Regions from separate parts of the Mus musculus genome. Here region 1 is linked to region 2. Evidence: chromatin contacts called from public Micro-C data. All regions are on one chromosome and are shown on one strand. The core of a region is the stretch at or near the end of the contact, and the rest is flanking DNA. Distances in the headings are between cores, read along the strand shown. Region 1 holds the start of Pip5k1b (phosphatidylinositol-4-phosphate 5-kinase, type 1 beta). Region 2 holds the start of Apba1 (amyloid beta (A4) precursor protein binding, family A, member 1).

Region 1 (7,478 bases), core at 3,942-6,441, 800 kb before region 2:
GTGGCACTTTCAGGAGGTGTGGCCTTGTTGGAGTAGGTGTGTCACTGTGGGCATGAATTAAGACCCTCATCCTAGCTACCTGGAAGCCAGTCTTCTCCTAGCAGATGAAGATGTAGAACTCTCAGCTCCTCGTGCACCATGTCTGTCTGCTGCCATGCTCCTGCCTTGATGATGATGGACTCAAACTCTAAACCTGTAAGCCAGCCCCAACTAAATGTTGTCCTTATAAGAGTTGTCTTGGTCATGGTGCCTCTTCACAGCAATAAAACCCTAACTCAGACACTTTATCACTGTAGGGTCTGAGACATAATGAGAGAGCAAATTGTACTGTTTACTTTTCTGTTGCTGTGATAAAATACCAGGACCAAAAGCAACATAAGGAAAAGGCTTTATATTAGCTGGGGTTTCCAGAGGGCTAGAATCCTCATGGTGGGAAAGGCATGGTAACAGGAGCAGGAAGTTGGGTAGCCACATTTCTATCCAGTAAGCAAAAAGAGCAGGAACTAAGGTGAGACTATAAACCCTCAAAGCCCATTCCCCCCCCCCCCCAGTGACATACTTCCTCCAGCAACGGTTCACCTCCTGAAAGTTACATAACCTCCCCAAATAGCAGCACCAATGGGAGAACCACATGTTTAAGTATGTAAGCCTGTGGGAGACATTTTTCAATCAATCTACTGGTAACACAGCCTTAGGATCCCTAGTTCAATGTTCATTTAAAACATGATAAGATCTTTCTTATCATGGGGCATAAAGAGATGGATGGATAAGATGAAGAATAGGAAAAGGCACAGCATCTTCACAGGTTCAAGTCAGATGAGATCTCAGCACTGAAAGGACCCAGGCTTCCACCCTTCACCAAGAGGCTATTTGTAATTGAGACCAACTTGATAACTTGCTATGGGAAAAAAAAATAGTTTTAACCAGTGAATTCTCACTGAGTATATTAACCACACTTTAGATTGGACTCCATGCCTAGCATTAGTTGGCCAACACAAAACCAACTCAATGGTATTTTTTGTAGACTTTGTTGTTTGTTTGTTTGCTTTGTTTGGCCACTTTCTGTCTTATTGTCTCTTGCTTGTCTATTTTAGTTTCTCTCTCTCTCTCTCTCTCTCTCTCTCTCTCTCTCTCTCTCTCTCTGTGTGTGTGTGTGTGTGTGTGTGTGTGTGTGTGTGTGTGTTGGGCAGATGTGGAGGTAGGAGAGGATCTGGGAGGGAGGGGAAAAACAAAAACATCATCAGAATACATTATGTAGAGCCGGGCGTGGTGGCACATGCCCTTAATCCCAGCACTAGGAGGCAGAGGCAGGTGGATTTCTGTGTTCGAGGCCAGCCTGATCTACAGAGTGAGTTCCAGGACAGTCAAGGCTACACAGAGAAACCCTGTCTCAAAAAACCAAAAAAAAAAAAAATATATATATATATATATATATATATATATATATAATATAAAATCTGTTTTCAGTTATAAGATTCAAGATAGAAAGTTTAAAAAAGAAAGGGAAAAGGCAAGAGGAAAGGAGGAAGAAAGGGCAGGAAGGAGAAAGGAGAAGGCGGGGGAGCTGAGGGAGGAAGAGAGAGTGATCAGAAGAAATAGAAAAGAGTAAAGGAAGATTAAACAAACAAAAAAGGAAAGTAGACATCAGATTTCAGATGTGGTCAATGTTAAGAGTGAACTTGAAATTAGAGAGCACAGGGTCCTTGGGGGTAAATCAGCCCTCTGCAATTAGAAAAATCAAGCTATACAAAACATGTAAGCCCTTTTGTCTGGTTAGCAATTATATTTCCATGAGAAGAAGGCAACTCTAACGTTGTGGAAGGCAAAGGCGCTACTGTCCCATGTCAATGGCTACAACCCTTTCCCCTGGGGTTCTTATGTTTTTGATTCCCTGGCTGCAGTCTACACAGTAGATAAACTACCCAGAGTTGACAATAACAGAGAACTTCCACGTTCAGGCTTCACAATACCTGGCAGTTTCTAGCCACCCCCTTTTAGAAATTAGATGCACAGAAGAAGTAGGGGTGCCTTGCTGCAGAGAAACCCAAGTCAGCTATCTGGGCAGTAAGAAGTTAGTTATATCACTGAGGACCAAGTTACCTGCTATGTGAGCAAAGCCTTCTAGCACCCTGCAACTCTGTCTAGCTGCCTGGTGAATAAAGCCAAGTGAGTTTCCAGTAAAGCAGCCGATACTGTGTTTCTCATGAGGTGAAGCAGTTTGTCATGAAGCAGTAAATAACTGAAGTAGTTGTCTACAGCAGTAGCTACTTAGTATTTGTTATGAGCCTATGGTTTGCGTATATACGGTCTGTTGATCTGGACCAAGCCTGACTAAGCTCACTGGGACTTGCTTGTTCCTCTGAAAACAAAGGAGGGCTGGCTAGCCAAGGTGACCCCCGCTGGTGACTCAGCTCTTGCTACACATAGAAACCCTGTCTCAAAAAACCAGAGAGAGAGAGAGAGAGAGAGAGAGAGAGAGAGAGAGAGAGAGAGAGAGAAGTAAGGTGAGGCTATAAACCCTCAAAGCCCACCCCCAGTGATGTACTTCCTCCAGCAATGGTCTTTGTCTAGAGGTAGGTCTTGTTCTCCTGGGAATGGCAGAATTCCAAGAGCTGATACAGAAATGCACAGTTTTGAAGACTACCATTATATCATGAGTGTACTTACTCCATTGGCCAAAGTAGATCATGTGGTAGATTCCAGGAGGAAAAGCCTTGGATAGAGGGAAGCTATTACTTGGGAGCCATTATTGTTTTTGTTTTGTTGTTGTTGTTGTTGTTGTTATATCTGCTATAAGAAACATACATGTCTCCTCTGTATGGAAATAAATAATAATTTTAAGACTTTGTTTAAATGATTATTTTCTAGTTTTTAAATAGGTTTCACGATTTTTCTGGCCAAGTCACTATTGCTAGTGACATTGATGATCTTTCATTTCCAATAGAGGATGGCTTTCCTGAAATCCCACCGATATAAGTAGATCAGGAAGGATTGTTTTGTTTTGTTTTGTCTTTCATACATGGAACTAACAATGGGGTATAAGGCTCGTGGGGAAATTCTTAGAGTCCAGTTTCACCGTGTTATCTCTACAAATGTCCTGTAAGCAGTTGGCTTTGGGACTTCTCTACCAGAAGCCCAAGGTTGTTTGCCTGGGAGATTAGGTTCTAATGGAGAAAGCAGCTGTGCAGGATTGGGGTGTGGGAGTCTAACGCCTCTGAGCGCTTTTGATCCACTGAGAGGTCATTCAGATTTGGCTTCGCCTGTTTTCATATCCCCTATGGCATCGCCTCTCTGGGAAGCAAATCCACTTCCCACTCCTTGAAGTTCAGAGTGGAAGTCTGAGGCACGCGACAGGGAGACTGATTTCCCCAGCCCCAGATTCCAGCCAGCCCGCGACTCAGAGCGGTGAGATGCTGCCCCCTATACAGTGATTCACAGCAGTTGGTTGCAAGGTTCTTTGATCTTTGATCCGCTGCTCTTTCTCTGCTGCCCCCTCCACTGGCCCCATCTTGAACTCTGTTAAGTCAGTATTGCTGTTACTTTTTGTTCAAGGACTAAGAGTAAGGAAAACTGTGTCCTCGCCTGTGAGTTACTGGATGTCTTAGGGCTACGGTTTTCTCATCTGAAAAGCGTGCAAGCTGGACCACACACATGTTCTTACTCTGTGCTTTAATAAGTCCAGAATGCTTGGACCCAAGTCCTAAGTTAGTGATGCCTTAAATCGCTAGTAGCGGCCACACACACCTGGAAGAACACTGGAGATACCGTCCCTAACAATACACATCTATTTGATTTGTCAGCTTTACGTGAATAAAACTTTAAGAACAATGCATTTTTTGTTATAAAGGAATTTTTATGCTTCATTCCAGGGTGATACTAAACCACCACAAATTCACTCGAGTTGGGGTTGGGGGTGGGGTTGTTAAAAGATTTCAAAACTGCCTGCAGGTGCTCTTTGTAGAGCCTCAAGGGAGTGTCCTCAAGCAAGGGTCATCAAATGCTGGTCTTCCTCTGACAGAACGCAAGTTTTCTTTCCCACAAGTGTTTTGTTTTGTCTGAGGAGGGGAAAGTGGAAGGAAGTGATAAAGCTGAACTGTACCACTTGCTTCGACCCAACTGGGAGGGAGTCGCTCTCTTCCTGTGCCTGTTAGATAAATTTAATTTTAGCGTTCAGAACAGCACAACTCCAAACGGATCCTTAGATCTAGCCCCTACCCTCTTCGAAGCTAAACTAACCTAGTGAGATTCCAAGTGGCTCCAGCAGGCGCGCCCCCATTGTAGCTCAATGGCGCGGGACCCCTCACTAGCCCATCCCTAACCTGTTGGATAGATCGTCCTTCTTGAGAGCACCTGCTATCCTTAGAAGGGAGACAAGTGTGGTCTCAGAACCTTTGCGCGTCCCTTCCTGATAAAGGGGGTATAGGGGAGGGCTCTGCTTGCTTAAGTGCTGGCTCCTCAAGGAAGAGGAGTCAAGTCTGGCATTGCCCGACTGGTGGCCAGGGACACTGGCAGCGGCACGCCCTACCCCAACACAGTCCACAGCAGTGAGGCTTCGAGACTCTGAGAAGCTCCCAGAAGCTCTGGAGCTTTGGAGGATCCCGCTAATCTCAGGGAGCCGCTTCACCCCTGCTCTGAGTCCTGGCTGCACAGTGGCCCGGGCGCACAATCTCCCACGCACCGACTAGAGCGTTAGGTCCGACTGCGGGCTGCTCTGCTGCTGCAAACCGGTCTGGCTTCCTTGCAGGGCGTGCGGGACAGAGCAGAGGGTGGAGAGAAAAGGGGAAGAGCCTGGGCGGCCGGCGGGCGGGGCCTGCAGCCTCCCGGAGTCGCGGCCGCCGTGCAGCCTGCTCGCTGCCCGCCCCGCTCGGACTCCGGCGCGCCGTGCGGGGGCCCGTGGCTGCGGGGCACCGCCACTCCTCGGCCTCCATCCCCCGATCTCGCCTCGCCGCGCCACCCGGCGCTGTCTGGTCCTAGTGGTCCGCTTGCCGTTCTGCCGACCAGAGGAGCGGCGGGAAGGAAGGGGAACGCGGGGACACGCACACCGGCCGCGGCGCGCGCGCATTGCACACTCGCAGCCGCGCGTCCCCGTCGCCGCGCGTCCGAGCCCAGTGTGGCCCCGCGGCAGGGCCCGGCACCTGCCCGCCCCCCCACCCCACCCCCCGGCGCTGCTCCGGCTCCGCCCCGCCCGCCGCCCGCCGCCCGCTGCAGCCACCGGAGAACCCACGACATCCCGACAACTTGCCCGCGGTGGCGCAACTGGTCTCGGCCGCCAAGGCTCCAGCACGCCGGCCGAAGGAGGTAAGTTTCCTGCGCGTCCCCGGCAACCCTGCCTACACCCTCCCTTGCCGCCGCGCCTGAGGCTCTGTGTGTCTCTGCTGGGACCTGACCTGCTCTCCACCTTTCCACTTTGCCTGTCCAAGTTGTGCTGGGGGTGACATGGAGGGGGCGCCCGTGGTCGTCAAACCAGGACCTTCGCTCCTCGGGGGCCACAGCTGCGCAGTCCCCGTGGGCACCGACCGCCTCGCTACCCTGATCCCTAGGGCCGCAGTGACACCCAGTGATCCCTCGGGCTCACTTAAGTCAGAGACCCCTCCCTCGTTTCTGGGGAACCTGCTGAGTTTTGTTGCAGCAGGAGAGGTGTCTCCGTCATTCTCCCCTGCTTCTAAACAGCAGCGAACTTGTTAGGCGCCCCCCGGGATGTACAGAGGGGCTTCCACGAGTGGCGTTCTGCTTGATTTCTGGCTCTGGCGCCGGGTGGAACAGGTGAACTACAGTTCCAGCCTGAAAACAGCCGCCGACTTTTACAGTCCCCTGTCTTCAATGGCCCTGTCAATGTGACGATTCAACATCTGGGGCGGGGGTGGGGGGTGGCGGGGGGGATGGGGAGAGCGCTGGAGTTGGACTTGCCACTCTGGTGCCAGGAGTCGTCAGAACCGAAGACAACAAACGTCTGCTTATCTCTCATCTATGCAGATGAGCATGTTCTCATTTCTTACCCCCACCCTCTCAAGCCGGCTGTCTGCTGTGCACAGCACGCTTGGGTAGAAACCTGTTCCAGAGAAGTTGTTTGGGTAGTCAGTGAATTTGTTCTTCATGTCTACTGAAGTCAGGACTTTGAACAGGATCTGCTATTTACTATGATGCTATGTAAAGGAAGCGCATGCTGACTCTCAAGTAGCCATCCCCCCCACCCCCCCCACCCCCGCCTCTGCCCTGGCTCTGCCCCTTGATGGCATTCTCAGCCTGGTAGAGGTCCCCCTGTAAAATGAATGGTCCATAAGGACTGAGACCTGATTAATCTGATCTAAGAAGTAGTCCGAGGCTGTTCTCTTGAACTTAGCTGTAAAGGGCCCCTTTCACCTCTCTTCCGGGAGACTTCCCTCTTGTTCTGTGTAGAGGCTGTAGTGTTTTTGCAGTCGTTGGAGTAGATCAAAGTCCAAGGATTGGTTTTCCTTAGACTCCAGTGTGATGGGGGTTCATGGAAGCTTCTGTCAGAGGGCTGCCCACTGAAAGGCAAAACAGAAAAACAAAAACAAAAACTTACCCAACCAAGTTCAAGGTTGAGCCTTAAGTGTCCTGTGCGATCTCTAAGCTGAAGAAAATGCTGGGTTCTGTGTACAAAGGTGGAGGACCCCCCCCCCCCAGGATGCATGGGAAGTGCAGCCATCCTTGGGCAGGAAAGTTGAACAGTGCTTACAGATAAAGCCATATTACATTTTTATCCAAACTAAGAAAACTGGAGGGACTGGGGGGGAAAAAAAACCCACCTAATATTTGCATCAGTGTCTTGCAATTTTTAATTGCTTTTCAGTATGCTCATCTTATTTCAACCACTTCTGAGGGAGGTGTGGTGAAGATGCTTATCATAGGTTTAGAGGAGGCATGGGGGACTCGGATTCTGGGGTTTATCACAGTGACAATCGGTCCTTCCAGTTAAAGCCAGCCTTGCTGTCCCTCATTCAGAGCCAGCCCTGTACTAGTGAAGTCTTCTTTTCTTTAATGGCTAGATTTGTCGTCTCCTCACAGTGGTCAGTTCGACCTCCTTGTGATTTGATGCTCACATTTTGCAGATGTGGGGAAACTCGGGGGTCAGGCCATCATGAGAGTTTTACATCACTTCTCGAACCCTGAGTGGATGGTCCAAGAGGGAGAGTTCATCTAATCGCCTGACAGTTTGTTGCTTTGTGTTTTCTGTCATTGTCCCACTTCTGATTAGATGAGGTCACTCTGTTCAGTGAGCTGGTTGGTGAACTGGGCTGTAGCTCTGACACAGCCTTTGTGCCAGACCATACGCTGAGCCTTAAGCATTTCTCATGGGAAACAAAAAAGTGCCTACGAAATTATGTCTCTTTTGGCCAGCTTTAGCATCCTTCGGGGTCTAATAATGTGGTATTATTTCCTGTAGGAGAAACCCAGTTTCCCTGTATCAGCCAAGGGAGCTAGCTAATCATTGATTCCAGCTTCAGTTTGTTTTTTCT
Region 2 (6,849 bases), core at 618-3,117:
TCCTTGTGATTATTTCAAGCTTTTCAAAGAGGCCCAGTGCAGCCCATTTGGGTTCTGACAGCAATTCAGTAGAATTTAAGGTATTATAACTAAAATATGTCCCAAGCAGGTGAATCCAATCATATGACATCAGTAAAGTACTGGGCTATTATCATAAAGGTGCATTCACTCCTATGGATATTGCAGGAGAAATACAGACTCCAGGGAACCAGGCGGCAGTGGACACGCATACGGATATGCCATCTCTAGTGCTTTCCCTCTCTACGCAACCCTATCTTTATTACGCAGAGAAATTTAAGCATCTATAGACTCTGCGTGCTTTTTCTCTGTCTTGGTTCCTAGACATCATTGGAGAGCCAAACATTTGCCAAATTTCCTACGAGTGAGCTGTCCTGGGAAGGAAATCGGGGACTTCACTGACTGGAGATCTTATATCCATGGGTCTCGGGAAATTTCAGTTCCTAAATGGACCTTCTAACCATTGTGAAAGCCGGGAGAGTGGCTGTCACTAGCATCCCATTTCCCACGGAAAAACACCCAAGAGAATGCATGTTGGGGCACTCTTTTTTTTTTCCTTGTTTTTTTTTTTTTTACTTCCCTTTCAATCTTGTTCTTGTATTTTTAAAGCCCCCACCTTCTTTACACACCTCAAGAGTTTATTCTAAAAGAATCATTGCAAAGACTATCCAATCTTCAGCTAGAAGGTTTTCAGTACTTATATATGGAAGGGAGTCTGGTGATAAAAGTTGTGGGAACGGGAGAGGAAGATGACCATTAAACACCCTCTTCTTGGGGTTAGACAAGAGATAAACAATAGAAATTGCAGAGTCAGGCAGTCAATGAGAGGCTGTGAAGTGCCAAAGAAAGCGCCCTTCAGAGCCAGGGACACCAGCTGTCTCAAAAGGTGTAACCATTATCCTGGTTTGCTGCCATGTGCCTCAAAGCAACCGCTCACTTCCACATCCCCGTGTTAGGACGTTAGGGAAAGGGGAAGCGAGAATCCGTACACCCAGCCACCCAAGAACAGTAGCAGAACAGAAACTGTTCTTAGACTTGCAGGGTCAAAATAACCAATACTGTCCCACAGTGTTAGCTGGCGGCATCAAGTCAGGAAAAGCAGATCGCTGGATGTGGGGCGCAGTTTTGAGAGCGTGGATCCAATTGCACGCTAAACACTCACTCTTACACGGGATTTTACAAACCCGGCCTTACCCTACTGCCTCCCCTCCACACTTCACACACCAAGTGCATCCTGCCCACCTCACGGTTTCCATCATCAGTCAGCCAGAGAGGAGGGATCCTAGCGGGGATTCCTGGAAATGTCATCTCCCCCTACACTTCGGATCTGCCACCTCCATCCCCTCTGCTATCACACACACACACACACACACACACACACACACACTCCTTCCGTGACTGTCATCAGGCCCGCTCTTCCCAAAGCCGGGTATCTCAGCGCGCACCGGACGCCTGGCATCTCTCTAGTACACACCCTTCCCCCGCCTCGCTAGCTCCAAGCACTGCCTCCCTGGATGTCGCCTGCCGTCCCTGTTCATCCGCACTATTGTTCCACGCTTCACCCCTAGCTCCCGGGATCATCCCTCCAAAAGGACCCGAGCTCCGTCCGGGGCGTCGGGCGCCCGGCACTCACCCAGCCCGCCCTGGCGGTGGTACCTTGCCTGACAGCTGGGTCCGCGGGCCCGCGGGAGCAGGCGGCGCTAGTGACAGCGACCGTGCCAAGCCTGGGAATAAAGCTGCTCTCCAGCTGCTCCCGCCTCCAGCGCCACCATCTTCCCCCGCCGCCACCGGGACCGCAGCCGCCCGCGCCCCGCTCCTCCGGCTCTAGCTCGGCAGCCGCTCGGGCCCCTCCGGCCGCGGCCCCACCCCCTGCTCGCCGCCCGCTCGCCCTCGTGACGCGCGCCGGGGCCGGGCGGCTGCGACTGACGGCGGGGGGAGCGCGCGCACGCCGCGTGCAGCAGCGCCCCTGCCTCCCACGCCCACCCGCGTGCGCGCGCGCGGCGCGGGCCCGACGCGACAGTCCAGCTCGGGCGCGCGTGAGCGTGCGAGGGGTCCACAGCCGTCGCCGTAGCTGTGCGCGAGTCCCTCCCTCTCGTGGCCGAGAGCCTGGAATGGACTACGTGGCTGCCTCCCGCGGGGACACAGGGGGACCTCCACGGTCCTCTGTCCCAGGTCCCTAACGCTCATCCCCGGCCCCGTCTCTGCGAATGGGCTCTGGTCACGCTTAGGACACACTGCCGCGTGGACGGCTGCCCGTGTCCTCTTGCTTAGTGACACGCAGTTTTCCCGCTTCCCGGGCCTGAAAGCCAAGAAAAAGCTTGGAGCTTGCAATGCGGCGCTGCGCTCCTCGAGTGGCCGCGAGGGGGCGCCCGCGTGAGCTTGAGAGGAACAAGCTGGGCGTCTGTCTGGCCGCCCACTGGGGGCGCTGCCCAACCCGCCCCACCCAGAAAGCGTCTGGAAGGCGGGGTCGGGAAATGGTCCACTTGGTTTCTCGATGCCCGTTGCTAGGAGCTTAAAAGAGTCTTCCAGACGTGCAGAGGCAATTCGCCTGGTATATGATTAGGTTCTCTGGAGGGTGGGGACCCTGAGCACTAGGGACCAGGTAGCAGGTGTTGTGACTTAATGAAAAGGTGGACTGGCCCCTGGGCGGCGGCGGGGTGGGAGTGGAGGGGCGAGGGCGGGGCTGGGTTCAGGCGCCTGGGTTCAGGCGCCAGCTCCATCTGTAATAGGCGATTCCATAGCTACATCCTCCCCCCTCTTTGGGACAGAGTTCTCAATTTAAAAATTAAGGGTCATATTCCCCCGAAACCTTATAATTTTCAAGTCCGTCTTAGTATGCATATTCTCATCTAGTGAAATGAAGACAAGCCTTCCTTATCTGACCTAGGGAGAGATAAATCTATCATTATACAGTATTTCCATATTAAGCACAGTATCTCCAGAAATATCTACGGGTGTAGCCCGAGGCATCCTAGAATTCTTGTTTAGCCTTAAAATTCACATGAATTTCTGCATTCTACTTCGTAATTAGTTTCTTGGCTTTGACAAAGAAAAGTATAGCTTCTCCTGTCCCCCCAGTATCTTTTCATAAAACTTAAACATATACTAGAAATAAGGGCCATTGTTGTTTTTCTTGTGACAGTCATTCCCTATTCATCTTGTCAGTAAAACTACCCTCTCTGGTGAAAGCCAGATAGGGTCCTCGTCCCTCCAGAATTCATAGCACCCTGGGAAAACTACACATCAGAGAACAACTGTGAACTTTCCAACTGCCAAGGTGCAGGGGTATCTGATGTTCCCTGGACTGCCTGAGGAAAAAGCCTTTCCAGGAGACCAGTTAGAGGAAGGAAAGGTATCAGAGCCCCCTAGGCAGGACTGAAGCCCAGATGCCTTAAGCAGGCAGGCAGCAGCCATAACGTTGACTTCTTCAGGCACACACACACACACACACACACTGGAGAGTGATGAGAGTTGAGATTGATCCAGCAAGACCAGGGTGGGGTTCACAATGCTGTTCCTGAAGCGCTCCCAAGGCAGCTCCCCGGGAGGTGGGGGTGGGGCTCTCAGAGTCCAGGGCAGGACTAATTTACTCTGTGTGTCTGGTGAGCGAGCGAGCTTGTAGGTTCGGTGTGTCTTCTGGCTCTCAGCTCTGTTAGTCTTTGCTTTTGCTTTCCTGTGCTCCCCTTTGGGGGGCGATGGATGTCAGAGTAGGCTTCTGCAGTCGTTTCTGTTTCCTTCCTGGAGATGGACCGTAGTTTTAAGAAGGAAGCTAGCTTATCTCGTTAAATTTTAGGTTAAATAAGAGAGTATAGATAAAAGAGGCTCATTTTAACGCCATGATGGATAATCTTCGCCAACCCTGACAGCTCTAGAGTTACTTCAGAGATCTCGAGGAAATTAGGAGATTGATTGGACCGAGCAGGAAGACTCACCCTAAATGTGGGCAGAACTTTTTTCACAGACTGAATCCAGCCTGGGTATAAAGGAGAAATTAAGTGGAGCCCAGCTTTTGGTTCTTTGCTTCCTGACAAAGGACTCATTGAGACCAGCTACCTCTGCATGTAGCTGCCTTGCCTGCTCCTCTGTGGGGGACCCTTCTTTCCTTTAGTTTTTATTGTCCTGCATCTTTTCAGCAATGCCAAGGAAAGTGAGGAATACAGATGTATCAACTTGCTAACATTTGATTTGCTAGCTCATGTTTTTCAGCCTCACTGTGTGTCATTGGGTGATCTTCCTACCAAACCATGAGTGAAAGAAACATTGCGTTAATAATACTTTATCCTCAATCTTCTACTACAGGGCCTTGGTGCAGATTAAAGGCAATGAGTAAAGTCACTTAGCTAACATCACTATAATGGCAACCATTTGTCAAAGGTTAATAACTGGAAATCTTCCTCCCAAGGAAAATGTAAACATCCTTTTTCCTTCTGGATGGTGTCTTTGTGCCTCCTCTAGCAGGAAGCTCAAACCACGTTTGTAGTTCATGGTAGGCAATGGATGGGCCCATATGGCATTTATATTACACCCTCCCTCTGCGTTAGTCTATCTATAGATTCCCTGAGTCTGAATTACTGGTCAGTTTTTACCTTATTATTGATATTCTTATAAGTACTTCAAATATTTGTATCCACCTTTGCTATTAACAAGAGTCAACGGCTATTCCCTGTTTCAAAGAGCAAACTGCCAGCCATTGTAGCAGGTAACAAACAATATGTAGATGGGATGCCAAGTGACATGGGCCTAATTTAAAGCCTTATGCCCTGCTGCTTGTGCATCAGAAGTCTGTGTGTATCAGGTTAAAGCCTCATATTTAAGAAACATAGGCGTGCCTTGCTGTGACTCAGGGATGGTGAGCCTCTCCAGTACCATTTCTGAAGTCCCCTGCTCCATCACCATGTCCTGAGCCCACCTCGCTTGCTGTCCAAGTACTGTTTACCACTTAAGAGGAAAGCAAGGGGTTCAGGAAGGGTTTATTTACGTAGGTTTCTTTTTGACAGTGGAAACCTTAAGGTTACAAGATTCAGTAACTCCATTCATACTCCACAGGTATTCGAGCATGTCGTTTGAAGTTTGAGGTGTCTCTAGACAGTCCAAATTGCGTACGACTCTTCTAACTGTCCCTTGATTTTGATGTCTTCAGGTGACCAGTGTCTTTCTGTCTCAGTCTTTGAGTTTAAATCTTAAAAGCGGAAGCAGTATATAGGTAAATCACACAACAACCCTTTGTAATACACTTTTCCCTGACTTCAGTTTTGCTAGTGTTTGATAGTTAAACAACTTATCTAGTTACTGTAAAATACAGATTTTTTTCAAAGCATTTAAAAAGTATGAAGAAAATAAAGGTACAGGCTGTACGCATCTTAAATGTCTGTAGACTTGCCTTTCTACACCAGTTCTCATCTCACCAGCCTTCCTTCACTCTGGACAGAAGTCCGGCCTTGCTACAGAGCTTCACTTCTTTACTTCCCCAGTTCTTAAACAGGTCAAGCTCACTGAGTCTCATCCACTGTGCCCACTATGAGTCCAACCATCATTTTGTACTGTAATTATGTTTATCTGACACACTGAGAGAGATGCCCCTGTGCTCCGTGTAGTAAATCCACTCCTAGGGAATGTGGCCAGAAGAGGGCGGGTTTTACAAGGTGCCTTTCTGCACATGCGCAAAGTCATCCTCCAGGGTGACAGCCTCAACTAACCTCAGTCTATCAACTCCCAGGCTTGCCAGTCACTTGGTGGTCTGGGATCAGCAAGAGCAAACTCCAGATGCCACTCTAGAGAAGGGCAGAATGAAACAAAACATTAGCTTCCTCTGTTCACCTCTACTTGTCATACAGAAAGTCAGAAGCTGACGCTTCCAGCCCGAATCACCTTGCTGTGACGAAACAGCTGTCGGGGAAGTCTCACGTTGGCTCACAGTTTGAGGTGACATAGTCTTGTCCTTGCAGGGAAGACATGGCAGCGCAAGCTGGTCACACGCTGTCCACATTCAGTGAGCAAAGATTGGTGGACGCTGGCGTTCTGGTTGCTTTCTTCCCTTGCCCTCTTTTGTTCAGTGTGGGCCCCTTAGACCATGTTACCCCCTACTTCAGGATGGACTCTCCCTCTTCAGATGATTGTCTTTGCAGACACAGTCAAAAAAGCGTGCCTCACAAATGCCCTAGGACATGTCTTAATCCTGTCCAGTTGGCAGTGGGAGCTCACTGTCATAGAGCCACAACTGAATTGGAACACAGCCAAAATAGGTACAGTGATCAGTGTAATGTTGTACAGACGTTAGAGACAGAGAGCTGGCTGCGGTGATGCATACCGATAATCTCAGCTTCAAGGAGGCGGAGTCAGAAGGAGCTTGAGTTCATGGCCAGCCTAGGCTACACAGCACCTCCCTTTTCATATGGCAAAACCAACCAACCAACCAACCAACCAATAAAAAACCACCAAACTCACAGATTATATTTAGAACAGCATAAAGATTCTGTTCCCATTTTAACAACAGCAACAAAATTGATCATTAAATTGGGTAGATGAGCATGCCCCATGGTTGACCTCTGGAAGGAAGATCATAGGTTCCACCCAACCTGAGCTACAGAGTAAGCTGGAGACAGGCCTGGAGTACACAGTGAGACCCTGTCTCTGGAAACATGAAACATAGTAAAAAAAAAAAAAATCATAGTAAACCCAGAAAGTTTTAGATTGGTGATCACAGCATTTAACAAATATACTGAATAACATATGTGGGAAGCCGTTACAGAGTGGCAGTTACAGAGTGGCAGTTACAGAGTGGCAGTTAGAGTGGCAGTTAGAGTGGCAGTTACAGAGTGGCAGTTACAGAGT

The links. A called contact is a pair of places that touch in the nucleus more often than the background predicts.
Region 1: a contact with region 2 is called in a Micro-C map of embryonic stem cells, with 8 times the contacts expected there. A contact is called at or near these places in 1 of 39 promoter capture datasets (liver), 1 of 484 Hi-C or Micro-C datasets (embryonic stem cells) and 1 of 130 datasets of targeted methods (pancreatic cancer cells).

The regions. Positions count from the first base shown.
Region 1 is chr19:24,553,585-24,561,062 of GRCm38.p6, reverse strand. It overlaps Pip5k1b (phosphatidylinositol-4-phosphate 5-kinase, type 1 beta), which reads left to right and starts at 5,191. Exons shown (of 15, transcript NM_008846.3): 1 at 5,191-5,298. Gm50341 (predicted gene, 50341) reads right to left here and starts at 4,731. Exons shown (of 2, transcript NR_169181.1): 1 at 4,679-4,731; 2 at 3,653-4,055.
Region 2 is chr19:23,753,894-23,760,742 of GRCm38.p6, reverse strand. It overlaps Apba1 (amyloid beta (A4) precursor protein binding, family A, member 1), which reads right to left and starts at 1,867. Exons shown (of 13, transcript NM_177034.3): 1 at 1,652-1,867.